Linked DNA regions of Mus musculus: region 1 is linked to region 2. Evidence: chromatin contacts called from public capture Hi-C data. All regions are on one chromosome and are shown on one strand. Each heading gives the region's core, a stretch centred on a gene start, on an enhancer-like site or on the middle of the called end of the contact. The rest is flanking DNA. Distances are from core to core; before and after follow the strand shown. Region 1 overlaps Atp6v0a4 (ATPase, H+ transporting, lysosomal V0 subunit A4). Region 2 has its middle 91 kb from the start of Gm33429.

Region 1 (3,376 bases), core at 40-2,539, 480 kb before region 2:
CACAGGCCAACTTGATCTAAATAATTCATCATTAACTCACTTTCCAGGTGTCTCTAGGTTGTGTCAAGACGACAGTGAGAACCAGCACAGACATCCCTGGTAGGATATTTGATATGAAGAAATTGCCGATGAATTTGAGGTGTGATGGTGACTTGGTGTGCATGTTTCTGTCTATAAAAGAATCTTTATCTTTTAGAGATATATGGCATGTTGACAGTTTTTTTTAAAAGAAATGGTATGCTATATGGTATTAGCTTCAAAGTATTAATAATTAGAGGAGAGGAGAGTTTAGATGGCACAAAATTCAAATGGTCGACGTTGAATGACGCATACCTGGAAGGTTCTTGTACTGATTCGTCTTTCTACTCTGACAGATATTTAAATGTTTCCCATAAGAAACAGTAAAAGCCAAGAGCTGTGAGTGTAGCTCGGTTAGTGGAGTACCTGCTTAGTATAGCTGAAGCCCTGTGCTCAATCCCCAACATCACATATACCACACGTGGTGGCACATGGGGAGGTGGGGGACACGAGGATCAGAAGTTCTTTTACATAGTAAGTTCAAGGCCAGCCTGTTTCAAAACACTGGCACACACACACACACAATCCAAAATGGAAAACAAGACAAAAACAAACAAAAAGCCTAAAAGCCACCCCTCATTTGAGGACTCGGTGGGTACATTTTGCAGGGACCCCCAGATGGGTGCACAAAGGGCACTGGCACACAACCACCTGGAAAAGCTGTTCTGCAAAGTTCATTCAGGTGGAGGCAGCAGGTGGCTGTTGCAGAGGAAGCCTGTGTGCCCAGGGAAAAAAAATCTCTGGCTCTGTTCCTCTCATTGCTTTGCTGGACTTTCCTAAGGATTCATCTGTCTCTTCACCTTTGGAAAGAGTGTCTGGGAAAATACTTATGAGGATGGTAAATGAGATCCTTTGTTTGCTTCCAAAACTACTTCTTAATGTTATTTCATTCTTACTGTTTTGTGCAAGGCTGGGATCAAACCCAGGGCCTCCTACGTGCTAGGCAAGTGTTCTACCAGTAAGCCACACCCCAGCCTCATTCTTGAGACTGAAGGAGTGTTTTGATTTGTGTAGGAGCTGAACTAGCCTGCTCTCTGTCTTACCCTTCTAAGGCCTCTGGAAACCTTGTACCCCACCTCAGTTCCCAGAGGGGCGAGTTACCTTCTTAGAGAGAACTCTGTTCTTGCTTGGCAGTGGGGACTTTCAAGGTCGATGTTGAGGGCGGGGCCCAGGTGGGGCTGGGTGGAGCAGGGCTGGCTGGTGTGGCAGGTTTGACCTCACCCACTGCAGGATGTGTTGATACAACAGAGTGGCCTCTGGAGAGGGAGCCAGGACAGTGTGTGAAGGGGGAGAGGCTGGGCAGCCTCCCTGCCACCGGGCCCTGGACCACTTGAAAGCCACAACTGACTGTGGCCACTTGCTGCTGCTACTGCTTCTGCTTCTGCTGTGCCCTGCTCCAGGAATCAGGCAGTGGGTCCCCCACACAGAACAAGCTCCAAGGAAACTCAGGTGAGAAAGCACCGTGCTTTTTGATCTGCCTGAGGCTAATGCCTTGTTTCTGTGAATGAACATGTTGCCCAGTTTATCAGATACAATAGTAAAAATCTTTCTGATTCATTTTGGTGCTCAAAAGCAGAGTGTAGTGCCAGTTGGTGGACTTCTGGGGCAGGTGGGGTGGGGGTTAAGGAAAAGAAATAAGTCAGGAAATCATTTTTGACAATTATTTTGTGATTAATATCGAGTTAGCTTTATACTAGAATAATGATCACTGGAGAGTCCCGGCCTCGGGATTTTGTTGCCTAATGGAGATTAGGGAACTTGTTAAGCAAGTCATTGACTGATAATTGGGCAGCAGACAGGAGGCAGGATAGTCAAGGAAGGTTTGCTGAAGGAATAGAGAGATGATATTATTATGTGGGGTGTTGGTTGGGTGGCAGAGAGGGGAGACTGAGATTCTAGACTCAGCTGAGATTCGTGAGCAAAGGCCCTGGGGTAGGTGCTGAAACAGGGAGAAATCAGTACAGATGTCTGGAGAGGAGACTGAGACAGATGGAGCTGAGAAGACAAGGGCCACATCCAAGGCCTTTTCTCAGCCTTCTCACAGGCTTTAGACTTTATCCTGCATCTGGCAGGTTGTGGGTCGGCTGGATGTTAGGAAGTCAGATCTATGCTTGAGGACGCTGGTTTTCCGGGTCAACTTGAAGGGAAAAAAAATGATAGAGAGAAGCAGCGGGGACCCTCGGGAGGGGGGAGGGGGAGGGGAGGGGGACTGTGGGAAATCGGTCTGTAGCGGACAGGCCAGCATGCCCTGCTTGTACTCCATGGACTGTAGTTGGTCATTGTGAATCGTCTTCGCCTTTCTTCCTAACCCAGAAGGGTGCCCTCCCTCACCCTCTGTCCCAATCGAGACACTAAAGGAAAGCAGTGCCCTGTGCCCTGTGGCTGTTTTGTTCTCATGAGTGTGTAGTGTGTGTGTGTAACCCCCAAAGGTCCAGGAGAGGAGTTCCAGGGAAGGGTGTGTGGGGTTGGGAAGGAGTACGGAATCAGAAAGGACTTGAACTGTTGGTAGTCTAGGGACACAGAAAAGTGTGTGTCATGGGGTCCTGTTTAGAACAGGTGTCGTCCTCTAGATTCGAGTCCAGGAGGAAGAGAGTTGGGGGGAGGGGTCCTCTCATAGATGGAACCAAGGGACAGGTCAAGGCCCGGCAAGCCACGAAGTAGAGGGATCCTTATCTTCCAGGATCTGGAGTTGAGTCCAGAGCTTTTCAGTGAAGTAAGGAGGGATTCGGGGCTGCAGGCCCTGGGGTTCATATGGAAACCAGAATAGTACAGGGCTGTATGCCAGCCAGGGGGAAAAGAGACTGAGGGTCTTAGACTGGCGTCCTGGACCTACAAACCTGAGGGCCTTCTGGCTTGGGCCACGGGGGTAAGATGAGGTGGTGAGCTTCAAACACCCACACTTGTAGGCAGTGTGGCAGATGGGTGACAGGCCAGGCAGTCTGTCACATGAGAGGCTCTCCTGGGTCTAAATGGCCTGGACGCCAGGCCTCTTAGCCTGGTGTGTTTCCTGGTGAAAACTTTGGGGCTCGTTGAACCCCTTTGTAAATCTGTTCTCTCTTTTTCACTCTGTCGTGCTTGTGTGTGTGTGTGTGTGTGTATGCATTTGTTGTTGTTTTCTGAGGCAAGGTTTCTCTGGGTAGTCCTGGCTCTGTAATCCAAGCTGGCCTTGAACTCAGAGATCCACCTGCTTTCTGCCTCCCTAGTGCTGGGATTAAAGGTGTGCACTATCATACCTGGCTCTCCCCCTCTATGTTGTAGTTCCTAGGATTGAACTCAATTAAATCAGGCCAAATGGCAG
Region 2 (3,392 bases), core at 829-3,328:
GGCACTATCCAGAGTCACACAGACCTATAGGTTAAAGGACTTGGTTCCTTAAGATTACCCATTCTTTAGAAAAAATACTAGTCAGTGGGCTAACTCACTCTGTCCATTTCATCCCCATTGGACTCTATTTTGCATCTTTAAGTTTTTCATTCTCTTCTGTGCTCATCATGGATCCCAAAAATGACAGGGAATACTCCATAAACTTCTTTACATCAAAGTACATGATGTGCCCAAAGCAACAGTGACCCTGGCAAGACAGACAGGCTACCCCTAGATGAGATGAAATCACATCCGTCTGGGGGAATTAACCTGGTGGTGAAGCTGCATCTGAAGCCAGATGACTTGCCACATTGATGGCAGTTTAATGACTCCTCCAGAATCCTGAAGAACCAGAATGGAAGACCCAACCAATCAGCTCACGGCCCCAACCAGGGTCACCTGCTCTGTCATCTAGGCAAACTCCAGCCCCTATTCTTTTCCATTTTTTACGAAATTGCAATGGTCCCACAAACTCCTTGAAGATGAGCTCTGGGACCACTGATCCCTTTATCTGTTCCTCCCACTTCAGCCCCTTGTTTTTCTACCTTTCAACACTGTTTATCTCTGGTCAGTGAGGTGTTAGGACTCCAGAGATTTCTATCCTGTAATTCCAGCAACAACTTCTGATCCTACCTGCAATTCTTGGCACATTTCTGCTCCCAATCACAAACTTTGGGGCTATCCCAACCTATCTTCCCTTGGGTTTAACAATTCTTTGCAGTGACTCATCAGACTCAGGAATGCTCTATACTTATAATGTCAGTCTTATTACTAAAGCCACAATGGAAGACACACATGGAGCAAGAGGCAGGGACAGAGTGTAACCAGCTTTTCTAAGTCTTTGTGTGTTTCACCCTGTGAGCCCACATCTAGCTCACCGATCCAAAGCCTCACTAGTCAATGCTTTTACAGGGGTTGCAATAGGCATAGGTGATGCTCTTTGCCCATTGAGGATTATCTTCAGTCTCCATTTCTTAGAGGCTGGGAGCTGGGACTCTAATCACATAGCTGGTTTTGTTTATCTTTACCCAGTTCTGATCCTGGAGTTAGCTGAATCTAACTAACAGTAACCTCATTAGTATCATAGAAACATTCCCAGCACTCAGGAAATTCCACATATTCCAAGAGCTCAACTCCAGGAACTCTGGGCAAAGATAAACACATACTTTTTAAGATATCACACTATCAAATTGTAAAACACTCATCAAATAACTCACCAATGTTCTTCAAAGTTACTAAAGGCATGTGAGAGAGAGAGAGAGAGAGAGAGAGAGAGAGAGAGAGAGAGAGAGAGGGAGAATGAGAGACAACCCAAAAATCCATGCTGTCCCAGACTGCAAAGGAACTAGGAAGATAGGATTAAAGTCAATGTTAGGACCCTGGACTGGATTCTGGACCAAAACAAGGATGTTTGTGGGATGACTGGTCTGATGAGTAGTTTGTATTATTAACTTTATATGCTTTAGAGTGGCCTGGGAAGAAAGGCTCAGAGAGGAATTGCCCAGAGCAAATTGGCCTACGGCATTGTCTATCTTGATTATAATAACTGATGTGGCTAGGCCCACCCCACTCCCTAAGAGTGGTTTTCCGGTAGCATAAGTATAGAGAGCCACCGAGCACTAACAGACAGGCATGTGCATATTTCTCTCTTCTCTTGACTATAGAAGTAATGTGAGTAGCTGGCGACCCACACATGAAGTTGTTTTCTGACCTCTACACATGTGCCATGCTCATGCACTATCTCCATACATCACACACACACACACAAACACACACACACAGAGAGAGAGAGAGAGAGAGAGAGAGAGAGAGAGAGAGAGAGAGACCCAAGTCTCCTGCCTTGACTTCCCCTCAACAAAGGACATTTGATGATCCTTGTTCTAAGCTTTCCTTTCCAACATTCTTAGCTTCTGTACTGTTTCTCTGAAGTTACCCCACCCCCACCCCCACCCCTCCCCCTCTCCCCACCCCCATCCCTGCCACACCCTTTGCTGTGCAGCTGATTATCCTGGTTTATGCCCTGTGGCTGCCGTCCATGTTTTGCTCACTGTGCATTGCTTTCTCTCTTGGATCTCCCTCATCTGGACAGCTGGCGATTTTGTTTGTCTGCCTTGCAGTGTGTTTTTTAAGCGCCATTAAGATTGCCCTCCAGCCTCCTTTTTAGTCGTTCTTAAATTCTTTCACTAACAAGACTACGAGTTCCACCTCTCACTGGAAATGTCAAGTTTAGCCAGAGGGGGTTTTGATTTAAATTGTATGATTCTCCCTAATCAGCATAGTCGTGGGCAAAGCATCTGGTGTGGAGTGACAGGCTGCATTAGCTGACTTCAGACCACTATGATCTTTCTATTATTATACTTAATCCGCCTGTTCACACTGAAGTAGAAAGACACACTGAACCAGTTAGACATTGATCATTCATTTTCATTTTTCTAGAAACACTATAATAACTGATTTTATCAACATAAGACATTTTAGTGCCATCTGCCAAAAATACTGTCATAAAATCCATTTTAGGGTCAATAAAATTATAAACAAAAACATGAGGAAAATTAGATGTCTTGATAACGCCTGTGATGGAATGGTGTCGTCTCACATGTGGAAGCCCTTGTATGGCTTTCAACATGAACAGCTGTTCATGGAGCTATTAAGCGATGGAAAAGAGCCATTGCCCAGGGTTGGTTACTGACGTGAAATCTCTGGTCTAGATGTTCTGGGGTTCCTTCCTGACAGAAGACTTGAGTGAAATGTGGTGGGTTTTTAATTCTAGTGCTGAGGTAAAGAATCTAGGTCCTTATGCTTGCTATGCAAGTATTTTTCCTTATTCCTTCTCTCTCTCTCTCTCTCTGTATCTATGTTTATGTGTGTATGCACATTCATGCATAGAGGTAATACGGAAGCATGGCACACATGTGGAGATGAGAGAACAACTTCATGTGTGGGTCACCAGTCACCTTCTATCTTTTATTTGAGACGGGATCTCTTCTTGGCCTGGGACTTCCCCACATAAGCCAACTCAGCTTTGTGCTCTACCACTGGGCTGTATCTACGGCTCTCTTTTTGTTTTGAAGCAGAGGAGTCTCATTAAGTTGGCCAAGTTGAGCTTGAACTCACTCTCTAGTCCAGGCAGCCCTTAAACTTGAGCTCTTCCTGCAATGTGTGATTCTGCTTTCAGATCCTGCTCCTCTCCACATCTCCAGACTCTACACTGAGAGGCCCAGGAGGGGCTTCAGATTATGACTGTAATGTCACCAGCTCCCCGCAGATGTGCCTACAGGTCACACGCCTTCCTCTCATCCTCCCATCCTATGAAGATAGGCATGCTTAAGAATGCAGTAAGATACCATTGCTGG

Evidence for each region. Capture Hi-C pulls out chosen DNA fragments and counts their contacts.
Region 1: a contact with region 2 is called in a capture Hi-C map of embryonic stem cells, with 2.9 times the contacts expected there. The contact joins two enhancer-like sites. A contact is called at or near these places in 4 of 39 promoter capture datasets (the 3T3-L1 cell line, embryonic stem cells, hippocampal neurons and 1 more), 2 of 115 datasets of contacts at active chromatin or transcription factors (both in embryonic stem cells) and 2 of 9 other capture datasets (embryonic stem cells and liver).

What each region holds. Positions count from the first base shown.
Region 1 is chr6:38,094,999-38,098,374 of GRCm38.p6, reverse strand. The region is part of intron 1 of Atp6v0a4 (ATPase, H+ transporting, lysosomal V0 subunit A4); the gene reads left to right. Among named protein-coding and RNA genes, the nearest start is that of Tmem213, 13 kb to the left of the region's middle. Within about 2 kb of position 1,289, at least 26 of the 459 cell types and tissues checked have an H3K27ac peak or open chromatin away from gene starts, as enhancers often do. A contact at or near this core is called in embryonic stem cells, where this site is marked.
Region 2 is chr6:37,620,512-37,623,903 of GRCm38.p6, reverse strand. No RefSeq gene overlaps it. Among named protein-coding and RNA genes, the nearest start is that of Gm33429, 91 kb to the right of the region's middle. Within about 2 kb of position 2,078, at least 34 of the 459 cell types and tissues checked have an H3K27ac peak or open chromatin away from gene starts, as enhancers often do. A contact at or near this core is called in embryonic stem cells, where this site is marked.